2 separate regions of the Sus scrofa genome follow, and region 2 is linked to region 1. A link is a contact called in public promoter capture Hi-C data. All regions are on one chromosome and are shown on one strand. The core of a region is the stretch at or near the end of the contact, and the rest is flanking DNA. Distances in the headings are between cores, read along the strand shown.

What was found. Promoter capture Hi-C pulls out the DNA fragments that hold promoters and counts their contacts.
Region 2: a promoter capture Hi-C map of fetal skeletal muscle shows a contact between it and region 1, with 5 times the contacts expected there. The contact joins the promoter of CEP290 here to the promoter of POC1B in region 1. A contact is called at or near these places in 3 of 5 promoter capture datasets (fetal liver, fetal skeletal muscle and liver), 2 of 47 Hi-C or Micro-C datasets (heart right ventricle and liver) and 2 of 2 datasets of contacts at active chromatin or transcription factors (alveolar macrophages and skeletal muscle).

Annotation. Positions count from the first base shown.
Region 1 is chr5:93,128,962-93,135,648 of Sscrofa11.1, forward strand. It overlaps POC1B (POC1 centriolar protein homolog B), which reads left to right and starts at 3,057. Exons shown (of 12, transcript XM_021092774.1): 1 at 3,057-3,289; 2 at 3,956-4,040. The coding sequence starts at 3,275. It overlaps GALNT4 (polypeptide N-acetylgalactosaminyltransferase 4), which reads left to right and starts at 4,047. Exons shown (of 1, transcript XM_003360733.5): 1 at 4,047-6,687. The coding sequence starts at 4,622. The coding sequence ends at 6,370.
Region 2 is chr5:94,381,440-94,388,126 of Sscrofa11.1, forward strand. CEP290 (centrosomal protein of 290 kDa) reads left to right here and starts at 2,958. Exons shown (of 55, transcript XM_021092777.1): 1 at 2,958-3,109; 2 at 3,745-3,874; 3 at 4,027-4,104; 4 at 5,363-5,432; 5 at 5,972-6,018. The coding sequence starts at 3,773. TMTC3 (transmembrane and TPR repeat-containing protein 3) reads right to left here and starts at 2,827. Exons shown (of 14, transcript XM_021092778.1): 1 at 2,560-2,827.

The sequences.
Region 1 (6,687 bases), core at 1,807-4,306:
GACTCCTGCTAAAATAAGAACAACGCTTCCCAAGTGCTCAAATGTAAATTTGATTTCTTTTTTTTTTAATTATCATTGATTTACAATGTTCTGTCCATTTCTGCTGTACAGCAAAGTGACATATATATATATATACACACATATGTATATATTCTTTTTCTTGTGTTATCTTCCATCACGTTCCATCACAAGTGACTGCATATAGTTCCCCATCCTAGACAGCAGGACCTTGTTGCTTATTCACTCCAAATGCTGTGGTTTGCATCTACTAAGCCCAAACTCTCAGTCCATCTCACTCTCATTTGAGAGGCATCTGGAGAGGGAGGGCTAATTAAAGAATCAGTTTTGCCCTACCTTTGTACCTGGCCTCCAATGATACCTTGTAGACTTTTAAATATTATGAAATATTGTGGCTCCCATTCAGATGAATAAACTTGCAATTTGAGGGGGTCCAAAATAATTACTACAGCGAGTAAAATGACGTGAACTCTAACTGGCTTGGGGTTAGAAAAAATAACACTAATTTGGGACACATTTCCAAATGCCCACCTCTGAGCTTTTGCTGTTTGCAAATGTTACAAATAGCAAAAAGAAATAAAATCAAATAAAGAAAATAATCATGGGAGGGGCAGTTTGGAATAATAAATGAGGACAGTGGAATGGAAATAAAGGAGATGTTACTTTTTTTTTTTTCTTTTTGTAAAACTTACTAGCAAAGCATTAGGTAGGATACAGAATTTTACGTTTTATAATACACTTGCAACCGCATAAGGGAAGCAGGACTTAGTGGTTAAGAGGCAGAGTCTGGAAATACCCAGTAGAACCTAAAGCCCTGCTACTTCCTAACTATGTGCTTGTGACTAAGCACCCGAGTGTCTCCTCAGGTCAATTTCCTCATCTGTAAAATGGAAATGGGAAAAAGATCCTCTCTATATAATGCACAACATAACTAGTATAATTAACACTTCTGTATGTCATATCTGAAAGTTCTTAAGAGAAAATCATAAGAGTTTTCATCACAAGGAAAAATATTTTTCATTTTGTTTCTGTATGAGATGATGGATGGAAGTTCACTAAACTTTCTGTGATAATCATTTCATGATGTATAAAAGTCGCATTATTATCTTGTATGCCTTAAACTTACGCAGTGCTATAATTCAATTATATCTCAATAAAACTGGAAGAAGAAAAGATAATATTATTTCTCTACTAAAATTCTTAGGAGAGGAGTTCCCATCATGGCTCCCCACTCCCTGAATCCACCTCCCAGTGGTGCAGTGGGTAGGGGGTTAAGAATCCAACAACATGGGAGTTCCCGTCATGGCTCAGTGGAAATGAATCTGATTAGCATCCATTAGGACGCAGGTTTGATCCCTGGCCTTGCTCAGCTGTGAGCTGTGGTGTAGATTGATCGTAGACTCAGATCTGGCATTGTGGTGGCTGTGGTATAGGCCAGGGGCTATAGCTCTGATTTGACCCCTAGCCTGGTGTGGCAAAAAAAAAAAAAAAAAAAAAAATCCAACTGCAGCAGCTCAGGTCGCTGTGGAGGTGTGGATTCCACCCCTGGTCCAGTGCAGTGCGTTGAAAGATCTGGCATTGCCACAACTGAGGCTCAGATTCAATTCCTGGCCCTGGAACTTGCATAGGCTGCAGGTGTGGCCATAAAAAAGAAAAAAAAAAAAAAACTACTTAGAAGGGTACCTGTGTGGTGAGCATATCATAGCAGGTGATAAGTTTTTTAAAAGTCAATTTTCAGGTGACAGGGCACTATGTAATTCTTTTTTCTTCTCTTCAGCTGAAAACATTTTTTTTTTTTTTGATAATTGGAGAAAAGGTTTAAATATTTTAACTGACAGAGGACACGTCGCCTAGACTAGAGCGATGTTTCTCATTGTACACAGCTGAGATTCTCATGACAATCACCTAAGGGGCTTATTGCATCTGCAGGGCTCTTGATCCCACCCCATATTCATGTATTTCTCAGGGCCAAATATACAGGAGATATTCAACTTACGTATACTTAAACTAATACTGTAGTCTAAAGCTATTTCCTGTTTGCTTAATTGGTGTATACGGTATTCACTGAAAATAATCCTGTCACTGGAAAAATAGAGATCCTGTAATTCTAGTGTGTATTACATCTTTCATTTGCATAGAGCGCTATCTTACCAGCTGCGGTCTATTACATGGTCTCAAGCTGCCAAGAATCTTTTAATGTAGTTTTCAGCTGAGTCCGTCACGCTTTCAGGCAGGGTAGAAAAGGATATGGATTTGGAACTAGAAGTGCTGCCTTTGTGTGATCTTTGACAATTCTATGTAAAAACATTTAAGAAAATATTTAATCATCTAGTTTATAAGTTGTAAACGTCGGTTACATTTTGTAACTCTCAATTCGTGGTGTCGCTGACGCTCAAATGATACTATGTGTAAGAAAGCCTACTGTAGAGATAGCTGTGGTTACTATGTGAAATGGTTATAGTTACTATAGTTACAATAATTTAAACAAAACAAAAAATGATTCTCAGTCTTCCTAAAGGCTTTAAATATGCTCCTGTTTCAATTTACTGCTCTAAAGCACACGCGCAAAGGAGCAGATTGGGATAGAAACACACAGCAGAAAAATATTAGGTGTAAGAACATTCATTCATTCATTCACGTTTATCGCAGCATTTACATTTATATTATGCCAGACATTGTGTGAAAAGTAATGATGAAGTAAATTCAAATCTATCCTTCAAAGTTTTAGTTCCTTTGCCTATACTAATAAATAGCAAGCTGGCCCATTTAGGATCAAACTCCCTCCCGCGTCCTAACAAGCTGAAATTCGCGCGCGCTGTCTCTTTAACTTGTAATAGAACGCTGATTGCATCGATCACAGGCTCATTCCTCTTTCCCACCCTTGGGTTTCCTTTCCATCCCAGTTACTACTCTCCTTCCAGCGTCCAGCCGCGGGGAGCGCAGGTGTTAGTGAACGTTGGCTTTGTAGTGTGGGGGCACCTGACACCCCCCTCCCCCGGGGCGGGGGGAAAGGGGCGGGGCGTCCCGCCTGCCCGCTGGCGGAGGCCCAACTCTACCGCGCCGGCGGAGCCTCGGAGCTCGACTGGCCAAGCCTGGAGCGCGGGGTTTGACTGGGCCGCCGTTGTTGTAGTGACCGGGAGGCGCTGCCGCTCGAGGCAGACGGTTCCGGGCGCCGCACGGTCCCCCTTCCCACCCCATCCCCTCCCTTCCCCCGGTTCCCCCCGCGGGCCGGAGCCGGGAACCGACCACTCCCCCCATGGCCTCCGCCCCGGTAAGGACGGGCTGGGGTGCACCTCCCCGGAGCCGGTCCTGCGGGCTGGGGGGCCGGGTCAGGACCGCGCCCGCACCTGGCGGGAGATGGAGGCAGGTGTCCTCCGCCGGCTCCCGAGCCGCTAGCCTCTTGCCCCCGGCTCCAGGGCGCCCGCGACTCAACCTCCGCCGCTGGCGCACCCGGCGCGCAGAGCCCTGGCCGGACTCCCGGGCGCTCCCCCCCGAGTCCCGGCGCTCAGACGGCCCGGGCAGCCCCACGGCCCCCAGAATTCTCTGAGGGTTTCCGTGGAGCGCCTGCGTCAGAATCACCTGGGAGGTTTTTCTAAAGCACCGAAGCCCGGGCCCCGCCTCGCACCTGCGGCTGCGTGCCGGCGGGAGGGGCCCCGGAACGTGCATTCCCGCGGCGCTGCCCGGGTGGTCTCCAGCGCGCGCTCGGTCCTGGGAGCGCGAGCGGAGGATTTCGCCGGTTCTGCGCGGAAGCTGGAGCTCGGCCCACCCGCGTTGGGGTAGCCTCGTGGGGCCGCGCGGGGCGCTCCTGCTCCGCACCCCCGCCGCAGATGTGGCCGGGCCCGGGCCGGCCCGCGGGGGAGGGGACAGCGTTGATCCCCGACCCTCCCCAAGGCAAGGTCTGCACCTGCTTTCAAAATCTGCCAACTTCCCTTCCCAGGAGGACCCCGTTCTGGAGCGTTATTTTAAAGGCCATAAAGCCGCGATCACTTCCGTGGACTTTAGTCCCAACGGCAAACAACTTGGTAAGTTTTACTCTGTTTTTCTCTTTTTTGTGATGAGACGCTCAAGCGGTTGGTACCCTTGCCTCCTGTCCACGCTTGGCCCCCAGGAGGACCTTTGAGGACCCATGGTGGAGGTGGTGTTGAGAGCGGCCCCAGACGCAGTGGGAGCCAGAATGGGCCGGAACCGGGGCCACCTCGGTCCTCTCGGCCCCGGCCCCCAGCCCTCCCCGCGGCGTCGCCTCTAGGCCTGGGCCTGGCCGACGACTTTCGCGAACCAACCACCAGGAGGAGTAAGTGGGAAGGGGAGGGGTTTATCCTCGGCCCTGGGAGGGTGGGGTGTTGGCTGGAGAGTTTGTGAAAAGTTGTGAGACTAGCAGGAGGAAGTGGGGAGAGAGGAGCTGGGGCTGCATCGGAGGCCGACCACCGGGAGGTCCCAGGTGACTCCCGGGAAGCCCCCGTGGCTGGAAGGGAGTCGAGCGTCTACGTGCACGGAGGGACCTGCTCGGAAGTTCGCTGCCACCTGAGACGGGAACTCAAGCTTCTTCGGGTCCGAAGCCTTTCTCCTGCGTGGTGACTCTGGTGGCTGCGTCCGTGCCCCAGCCATGAGGATCCGGATGGCCGTGAGATGGACGTGGGCAGGCAAAAGCTGCCTGCTGCTGGCGCTCTTAACGGTGGCCTATCTCCTGGTGGAACTCTCCGTCTCCACTTTGCAAGCCTCGGCGGGAGCCGGTCTCGCCAGGGAGAGGGGGTCAAGACAGCTCTCAGACTCTGGGAAAAAAGCAGTGGATTTGTCTCGCCCGCTGTATGAGAAGCCGCCTGCAGATTCTCATGCACTTGGGGAGTGGGGGAAAGGCAGCAAACTGCAGCTCAACGAGGGTGAGCTGAAGCAGCAGGAAGAACTCATTGAGAGATATGCCATTAATATTTACCTCAGTGATCGGATTTCCTTGCATCGCCACATAGAGGATAAAAGAATGTACGAATGCAAATCCAAGAAGTTTGACTACAGGAGACTTCCCACCACGTCTGTTGTCATCGCTTTCTATAATGAAGCCTGGTCGACTTTGCTCCGCACCATCCACAGTGTGTTAGAAACGTCTCCCGCCGTCCTTTTGAAGGAGATCATCTTAGTCGATGACTTGAGTGACAGGGTTTATTTGAAGACACAACTTGAAACTTACATCAGCAATCTCGATAGAGTCCGCTTGATTAGAACAAATAAGCGGGAGGGGCTGGTTAGGGCTCGTCTGATTGGGGCCACTTTTGCCACTGGGGATGTCCTTACTTTCCTGGATTGTCACTGTGAGTGTAATACGGGTTGGTTGGAGCCGCTTTTGGAAAGGATTGCTGAAGATGAAACAGCCATCGTTTGTCCTGTTATAGACACCATTGACTGGAATACTTTTGAGTTCTATATGCAGACTGGGGAGCCTATGATTGGTGGCTTTGACTGGCGTTTAACATTCCAGTGGCATTCTGTCCCCAAACACGAAAGGGACCGGCGGAAATCGAGAATTGACCCTATCCGATCGCCCACCATGGCTGGAGGACTGTTTGCCGTCAGCAAGAAATACTTTCAGTACCTGGGAACGTATGACACTGGGATGGAAGTGTGGGGAGGTGAGAACCTCGAGCTGTCTTTCAGGGTGTGGCAGTGTGGAGGTAAACTGGAGATCCACCCGTGTTCCCACGTGGGCCACGTATTCCCCAAGCGGGCACCGTATGCTCGGCCCAACTTCCTGCAGAATACTGCTCGGGCAGCGGAAGTGTGGATGGACGAGTACAAAGAGCATTTCTACAATCGAAACCCTCCAGCCCGGAAGGAAGCCTACGGAGATATTTCCGAAAGAAAATTACTCCGGGAGCGGCTGGGATGCAAGAGCTTTGACTGGTATTTGAAAAACGTGTTTTCGAATTTACATGTTCCAGAGGACAGGCCAGGCTGGCATGGGGCTATTCGCAGTATAGGTATCTCTTCTGAATGTTTAGATTATAATTCTCCTGAAAACAACCCCACAGGTGCTAACCTTTCACTCTTTGGCTGCCACGGCCAAGGAGGCAACCAATTCTTTGAATATACTTCAAACCGAGAAATAAGGTTTAATTCCGTGACAGAGTTATGTGCAGAGGTGCCTGAACAAAAAAATCACGTGGGGATGCAGAATTGTCCCAAAGACGGGTCTCCTATTCCAACCAACATTATTTGGCATTTTAAAGAAGATGGAACCATTTTTCATCCCCACTCGGGGCTGTGTCTCAGTGCTTACCGGACACCTGAGGGCCGACCTGATGTTCAGATGAGAACGTGTGATGCTGCAGATAAAAATCAAATCTGGAAGTTTGAGAAGTAGAAGAACACAACAGCACTTTCGACCTGAACTGCGCACAGCTTCAGGAAAGTCAGCCTTCAGAGGGCCTCAGTGAAGCTTTCTTTTATCAGCGTTCACCCCGTGGTCACCTACAGCTGTGAGCTCCGTAAAAGCTGTGGATCATTTTAGTATAAAACCCTGAAACTGGGTGCACAGACAGCTGCTGTTTAATATTTCAAAGTGCCTTACTTCTGGGTTGTTTTATTTAAGAGCTTTGTCGATGTGGCCTCCTACTTCTCTTAAAGTTGACTGTGACTTGAGATACGCAAAACATTTAAGGGCCAGACATGATATTAGAG
Region 2 (6,687 bases), core at 1,708-4,207, 1.3 Mb after region 1:
AAATAGAAAATAACAGTTGTAATGAATGAAAAAACAAGAAGAAAAATAAACTGCTGAAGTAAAAATAACAGATTACTACTACAGTTTTAAGCATAGTAAGTGACATAATAATTGCTCCAGAAATATTTGCTTTCATCTCTACCTTCCCCTGCTAAGTCATGCATTAAAAATACTGACATGGAGAATATATAATTCAAATTTTTGAGTAAACAAAGTTACATAATTAGAATATGATGATATTTAATATAGACAGCAAGACCAAAGAACACGCACTTAACAAGTACTGGTTACCACTGTGCCTGAAAAGGCAGTACAGCAATTATGAGTATGTCCTTTAGCCAAAAAGATTTGTGTTCAGTCATACTATTTAAGTTTGAGCAGAGTAACTAGCCTCTCCAAGCCTCAGCTTCTTAACTTAGTTGGAAAATGAGGACAATATAAGCAGCTATTTTATTGGATTATTATGATGATCAAATGAAATAATGAAAAAGCTATACTAATCAAAATTGTTCGCAACTGGCATAAAAACAAACACACAGACTAAGAGAACAAAACAGAAGGCCAGAAATAAAGGAACCAAGAATATACAGTAGGGAAGGAATAGTCTCTTTAATAAATGCTATTGGGAAAGCTGGAGAACCACACGCAAAAGAATGAAACTGAGCCCCTATCTTACAATGCTCCCAAAAATCTACTCAAAATGGATTACAGAATTGAATACAAAACCTAAAACCATAAACTCTGAGTAGCAAAGCTAGGGGGTAAGTTTCCTGACATTGGTCTTGGCAATGCTTTTTTTGGACTTGAAACCAAAGGCAAAGGCAACAAAAGCAAAAATAAGTAAGTGGACCTATGTCAAATGAAAAGCTTCCACACAACAAGGGAAATTATTAACAAAATGAAAAGGCAACCTACGGAATGGGAGGAAATATCTGCAAAAACCTATCTGAAAACAGGTCAACAGTCCACATATAAACAACTCACACAACTCCACAGCAAATGAACAAAATCTGGTTAAAAAATGGGCACAGGAGCTGATCCCAAAGAAGACAGAGAAAGGCCAAAAGGTACATGAAGAGGTGCTTACCATCCCTATTCATCAAGGAAACGCAAATCAAAACTACAATGAGATTTCCAATTACTTCACACCTGTTAAGAATGGTTAGCATCAAAAAGACTAGCGGTAACGAGCGTCAGGATGGGGAGAAAAGGGAACACGTGAGCACTGTTGGTGGGAAGGTAAACTGATGCAGCCATCGCAGAAAACAGGTTCCTCAAAAAATCAAAAATAACTAAGATACTACCCGGCAATTCCACGTCAGAGAATAGATAGGAAGAAAACAAAATCACTATTTTGAAGAGATACTTATTCATTTAGCAATCTTTATAGCAGCCGACTCATGGAAACAACCTAAGTTTCAATAGATGGCTAAAGGAATAAAGAAAATGTAGTATATGCACACAATGGAGTATTTTTATTCAGCCATAAAAAAGGAACTCTTACCCCCGGTGACACCGTGGCAGCAAAGAAGGACCATGAGGGCATAACGGTAAGTAAACTCAGATAAAGACAAATATTGTGTGATCTCATTTCTATGGAATCTAAAAAAACTGAATTGATAGAAACAAAGACCAGACTGGTTAAAAGATACAAACTTTCCTTTATAAGATAATTTCTGGGGATACAACGTACAGCACGGCTAATAGGTTAAAGTACAGTGTTCAAGTGTCTCACCTTTCAGTAAAGGACGAGATAAATTTATCATCCCTACAAATGTGATGAATGTGTTTAAACATATCTCACAAAATCACTACATGTATTTTCATTTTGAGTTATAGCTACTAAACCGTTTGGAAAGAAATCCATTACTTTGGAACGTAAACTTCAGTATCAATTACAGGGGAAAAAATAAAGTTCTTAAAAAAAAAGATAAAGACGGAGAGGCACTGGTTCAAGAGCAGAAAATGTCATTTGGATTTCAAGTTTACAGCTTCTTAAGAAATGGTGCATTATACTCCAGAATGGCTGGGAGCGGCCCCAAGAGCAAAACTTAAACACACCTGAGAGCTGGCAACACCTGAGAAGGCGTTCACACGGAAGGACATCCTCGGTCACCAAGCCAAGTGACCGCAGCATCCTGGGGGCACCTGAGGCCCCTCCTCTCTCCACCCTGAGTTCTAAAGCTCCCCCTTTAGAGCCTTCGCTCTCCGTACAAGCTCCTCAACCCTCAAGTCCTGAAATCCGCGAAGGTGAGGTGCCACAGGGAAGGGGTCCGGGGCCAAAGGATGCGGTGCCGTCTTCTCCATTCTCCCCTCTCCCTCCAACCGTGATCGCGGCCCTCCCTCCCCTGTGCGGAGACAGATCCTGATGCCCACGAAGGCAAACTTTTTCTTCTGATAGAGGGCACCACCTGGGGAGTCGCCGGCGAACGCCCAAGGAGAGGGCGGGGTCGCCCCACCTCTTCGGACCCGGGCCGGGCCCTCCGGTCCCCCGAAGGCAGGAGCTTCTCTCCGCCCCGACGGCGCCTCCCCCGCCGCCGACCAACAGCCCGACCTCACCTGGGAGCGGTCCCACCAGGGGATGGCTTAGAGAAACCTCAGGAGGAGCGTCCCAGCGAGCGACGCCACCGAAGGCACGGTCATGGTCTACCTTGTTCAGGTCCCCGGCGCAGACACGCCTCAGCCGCTCCGCCTCCGGCCTCCGGATGGTTCCCCCGCCGCCCGGGTGCGGGCGCAGCCTCCCGCGCTGCACGCCGGGAACGGCCTACCTCCACTTCTCAGAGGCTTCAGGGTCCTGGACGCCCCAGCCGCCCAGCCGAACTGCACTCTGGGACTTGGAGTCCGCATCCCACGCCTTCTCCCCGCTCTTAACGCAGAGTCCCGGGACCCCGCGGGAGAATCTAAACGTAAAGCATCGCCCACCGTCGTGAAATGTAGGCGCCGCTGGCATCCGGGCTCTTGTTCCGGCCTCGGTGGGGTGGGGAATGGTGTCGCCTAGCAGCCGCCGCCGCTGTTGCTGGCTCTGCACGAGTTGGCGGGATCCAGCGTCCGATGGGATTGGAACCGCCCGGGGCCAGAGCGGTTGGGCGTGGCGGCGGGGCTCGTTTGGGTGGGTGTGGGAGCTGGTCGCCAGGCCAGGTGTAGGTGGCTAGATCCTAGTGAGCGCGAGCAGATTCTCTTCCCACGCAGGATCTTTAAGGCTCAAGGCCCTAGTGCTTCCCCGCCCCTTCCTTCGCCTTAGGTCCGCAATCTGGCTGCTTTTCTCTCGCTTCAGCCCTGGTTTTCTCGACCCAGCTGCGCTCATTTCAATCATTTATTTCCTCTCTTTCTCTTTAAAACAAGCAGACACACACACACACACTCCTAGGTCCTGTTTGTCCGGATCGGGAGTAAATTTCTGACTTCCAAGCACCCTCTCTCTTGGCGACATTAGATGTTCCCGCGCCTTGCTGGTAAGGGAGGGCTTAGAGGAGGGGGACTCGAAATCTTAGTTCTGACTTAGATTAATTTAAGCGTGGAAGCCGTCGTGGTGTATTTAGCCTATAAAATACCTGAAGATTTGTCGCAACTGCTGTAATTTTGATCCAGGCTACTTTACTTAGACATCCGTTAAACAATTAAGGAGCCATAGCTTTTTGCTAACACCATAAAGAGTTATAATAATGTAATCTGTAAAAACTATAAATTATTGTAAAAGGATTAATGCTGTTTACCTTGAAAATGCTAATACTTGTTTTATTACAGAAGGTAAGGCACAGTGACAAAATTCAAGATGTCACCCAATATAAACTGGAAAGAAATAATGAAAGTTGATCCAGATGAGCTGCCTCGTCAAGAAGAATTGGCAGATAATTTATTGATTTCCTTATCCAAGGTACTTCATTGGTAAATAATGGATAGGTACATACATATAACTACGATTAATCTACATTGGCCCTGAAATCGCTGAAATGTACAATTGGAAGAGTTCTTTTATTTTGCTTAAGGGTTATATAATATGAAGTAGTTGCTTTTCTCTTTATTTAGGTGGAGGTAAATGAGCTAAAAAGTGAAAGTCAAGAAAATATGGTACACCTTTTCAGAATTACTCAGTCACTAATGAAGGTTTGTATGCAGTAGGTTTTAATAATAGCTTTGACTATTACAGTGTAAGAATCTGTTCTTATATATGTTACTCTCTGTGAAAGTACTTTGTGCTATTTAAATAACCACTAAAAAATGGGGTATCCTCAAATGTTGATTAAGAATTTTAGGTGCCAAACAGCTAATTTCTGCTCTCAAGTTATTAAAAGAATGTATAGGGAAGGCAGAATGTGTATGTTTAAAAAAGCATAGGGAAATCCTGTGTTAATTATGTAATGTAATTTGTTAGGTAGCCTACTCTTGGTATTTGTTAGGAGGGGAAGAGATTTAAGTGTGAGAAGACCTTATAAAGGTCAAAGACTGATGAGTAGTTTTAGGTAAGTGTAAGGCAGTGGTAAAGCATTAAGGAGATTCTACAGCTGGAGGTTACCATACATATAAACCTGGGAATAGAAAACAGGCATAATCTTTACCGTTGAGATAAATGCAGAAAGTTTACAGTAGTTTGTAGAGGAAACAAATGTTGGTGTAGTTTGGAATAGGTATATCTTATGCTGTCAGCAATTAATAACCATTAAAAAATTTTGAGCTACCACTGGTAGATACAAAAACATACCTTAAGAAGTTAAACTAGTTATGTTCAAAGGACAAGGTGAAGGGAAGTGAAGCTGTTTGGAAGGAAGTAAAACATAAAATTATGGGTTAGAATAATGAAAATGAGAAGAGAAAAGGAGTTCTCTTTGAGGCTCAGTGGTTAACCTGACTAGTATCCATGAGGACACAGGTTCCATCCTTGGCCTTGCTCAGTGGGTTAAAGGATCTGGTGTTGCTGTGGGCTGTAGTGTAGGTCACGGGTGGGGCTCGGATCCTGAGTTGCTTTGGCTGTGGCTGTGGCTGGCAGCTACAGCTCTGATTTGATCCTTAGCCTGGGATCTTCCATATGCCGTGGGTACGACCGTCCCCACCCCCCCCACCCCCCCCCCGCAAAAAAAAAAAGGGAGAGAAAAGAGAGGCAGGTAGTAAAAGAAACCTTACAAAATGGAAAAGTTGTGATAATAGATATGTCTTAAGTGATAAAGAGGAATCAAAGATGTTAGGAATCTAGAAATTATTGCCTTTGATAAGAAAATCATCTATTCAACAATTATTTGCTGAATGTCTCCTTATGTGAGGCATTTCAGAAACTAAGTATTGGGATAGCAAATTTTAAAGTCTTTATTTTCAGTGCTTGCATTCTAGTGTAAAGTCATTCTGAAATAATTTTTTTTTTAATGTTTAGATGAAAGCTCAAGAAGTAGAGTTAGCTTTGGAAGAAGTTGAAAAAGCTGGAGAAGAACAAGCAAAATTTGGTAAGTGCCTTGGGAAAAATTATTATGGTGTTTTAATAGTGAATTGCATTTATTTACTGAGCCATAGAGAATTAACTTTAATATATTCCATAAAATGTGTATACTGGTTATTTTGAAAGATTTTTCTATAATTCCTATTTCATGGATCAGGTATAAAATCGTTGTTTTCTTAACTTATTACAAACATGATGGAATCTTTAAAAAGAATTAATTTTGGAGTTCCTTTTGTTGCTCAGCGGTAACACACCTGACTAGTATCCATGAGGACATGGGTTTGATCCCTGACCTCACTCAATGGGTTAAGGATCCAGCATTGCCATGAGCTGTGGTGTAGATCACAGATGCAGCTTAAATCTGGTGTTGCTGTGGCTGTGTTGTAGACCGGCAGCTGCAGCTCCAACTTGACCCGGAGCCTGAGAACATCCCTGTGCCCTAGAAAGACCAAAAAAAAGGATTAATTTTATTGTTTTATTGAAATTTATTTAAAAGTTTTTTTTGAGATGACTTTTACCTATTGAAACATTTCTTTTTTTTAATAGAAAATCAATTAAAAACTAAAGTAATGAAACTGGAAAATGAACTGGAGGTATGTTCTTTTATAGTCTTTAGGATGTAATTGTTATAAATATTTTCAATTATTATTTTCAAATTTTTGCTTTGCAGTTAGCTGGAAAAATCACAGGATATTGTGTTTATAATTGTTTGTTCAGTATATATTTCACCTGCCTATGCCTGTACCTTATGTTGTACCAAGGATTGCACATCCAGTTGTGAGCAAAATAAAAACACTGAGTAACCTAATGGAAATTACACTCTAGAGAAACATATAAAAAAATTACGACAACTCAGGTAGAATATGGCTTTTGGGAATTTGAGGAACAATGATAGAAAGGAATAGGAGAAGAAGTAGCTTTTGAGAAGGCCAAGAGTGAAGATGTGAATGTGTTTGTTAAGGAACTGAATACATTGAGATTACTGAGACTGTGGGGAAAGCGTGTGAGGTAGATGGGTTAGTCTTTCTCCTTTGTAACAGGAGGGGAGGAAGAATGGATGCCTACAGGAGCTTTCTTATGTTTGTAGGTTCAGTGCCTGGAGTTTGAGAGGACGGAGAGGGCCTCTGCTAAAACTAAGAGTGGGAGATGTGTGGTCACGTTGTAAGGAAGTCAGATAAAACCTGAAACGTAGTGGAGAATGAACTCGAGATTTCAGGATCTGGAGTCAGACAGTTAAGTTCAAATCCTGCTTCTTTAACTCT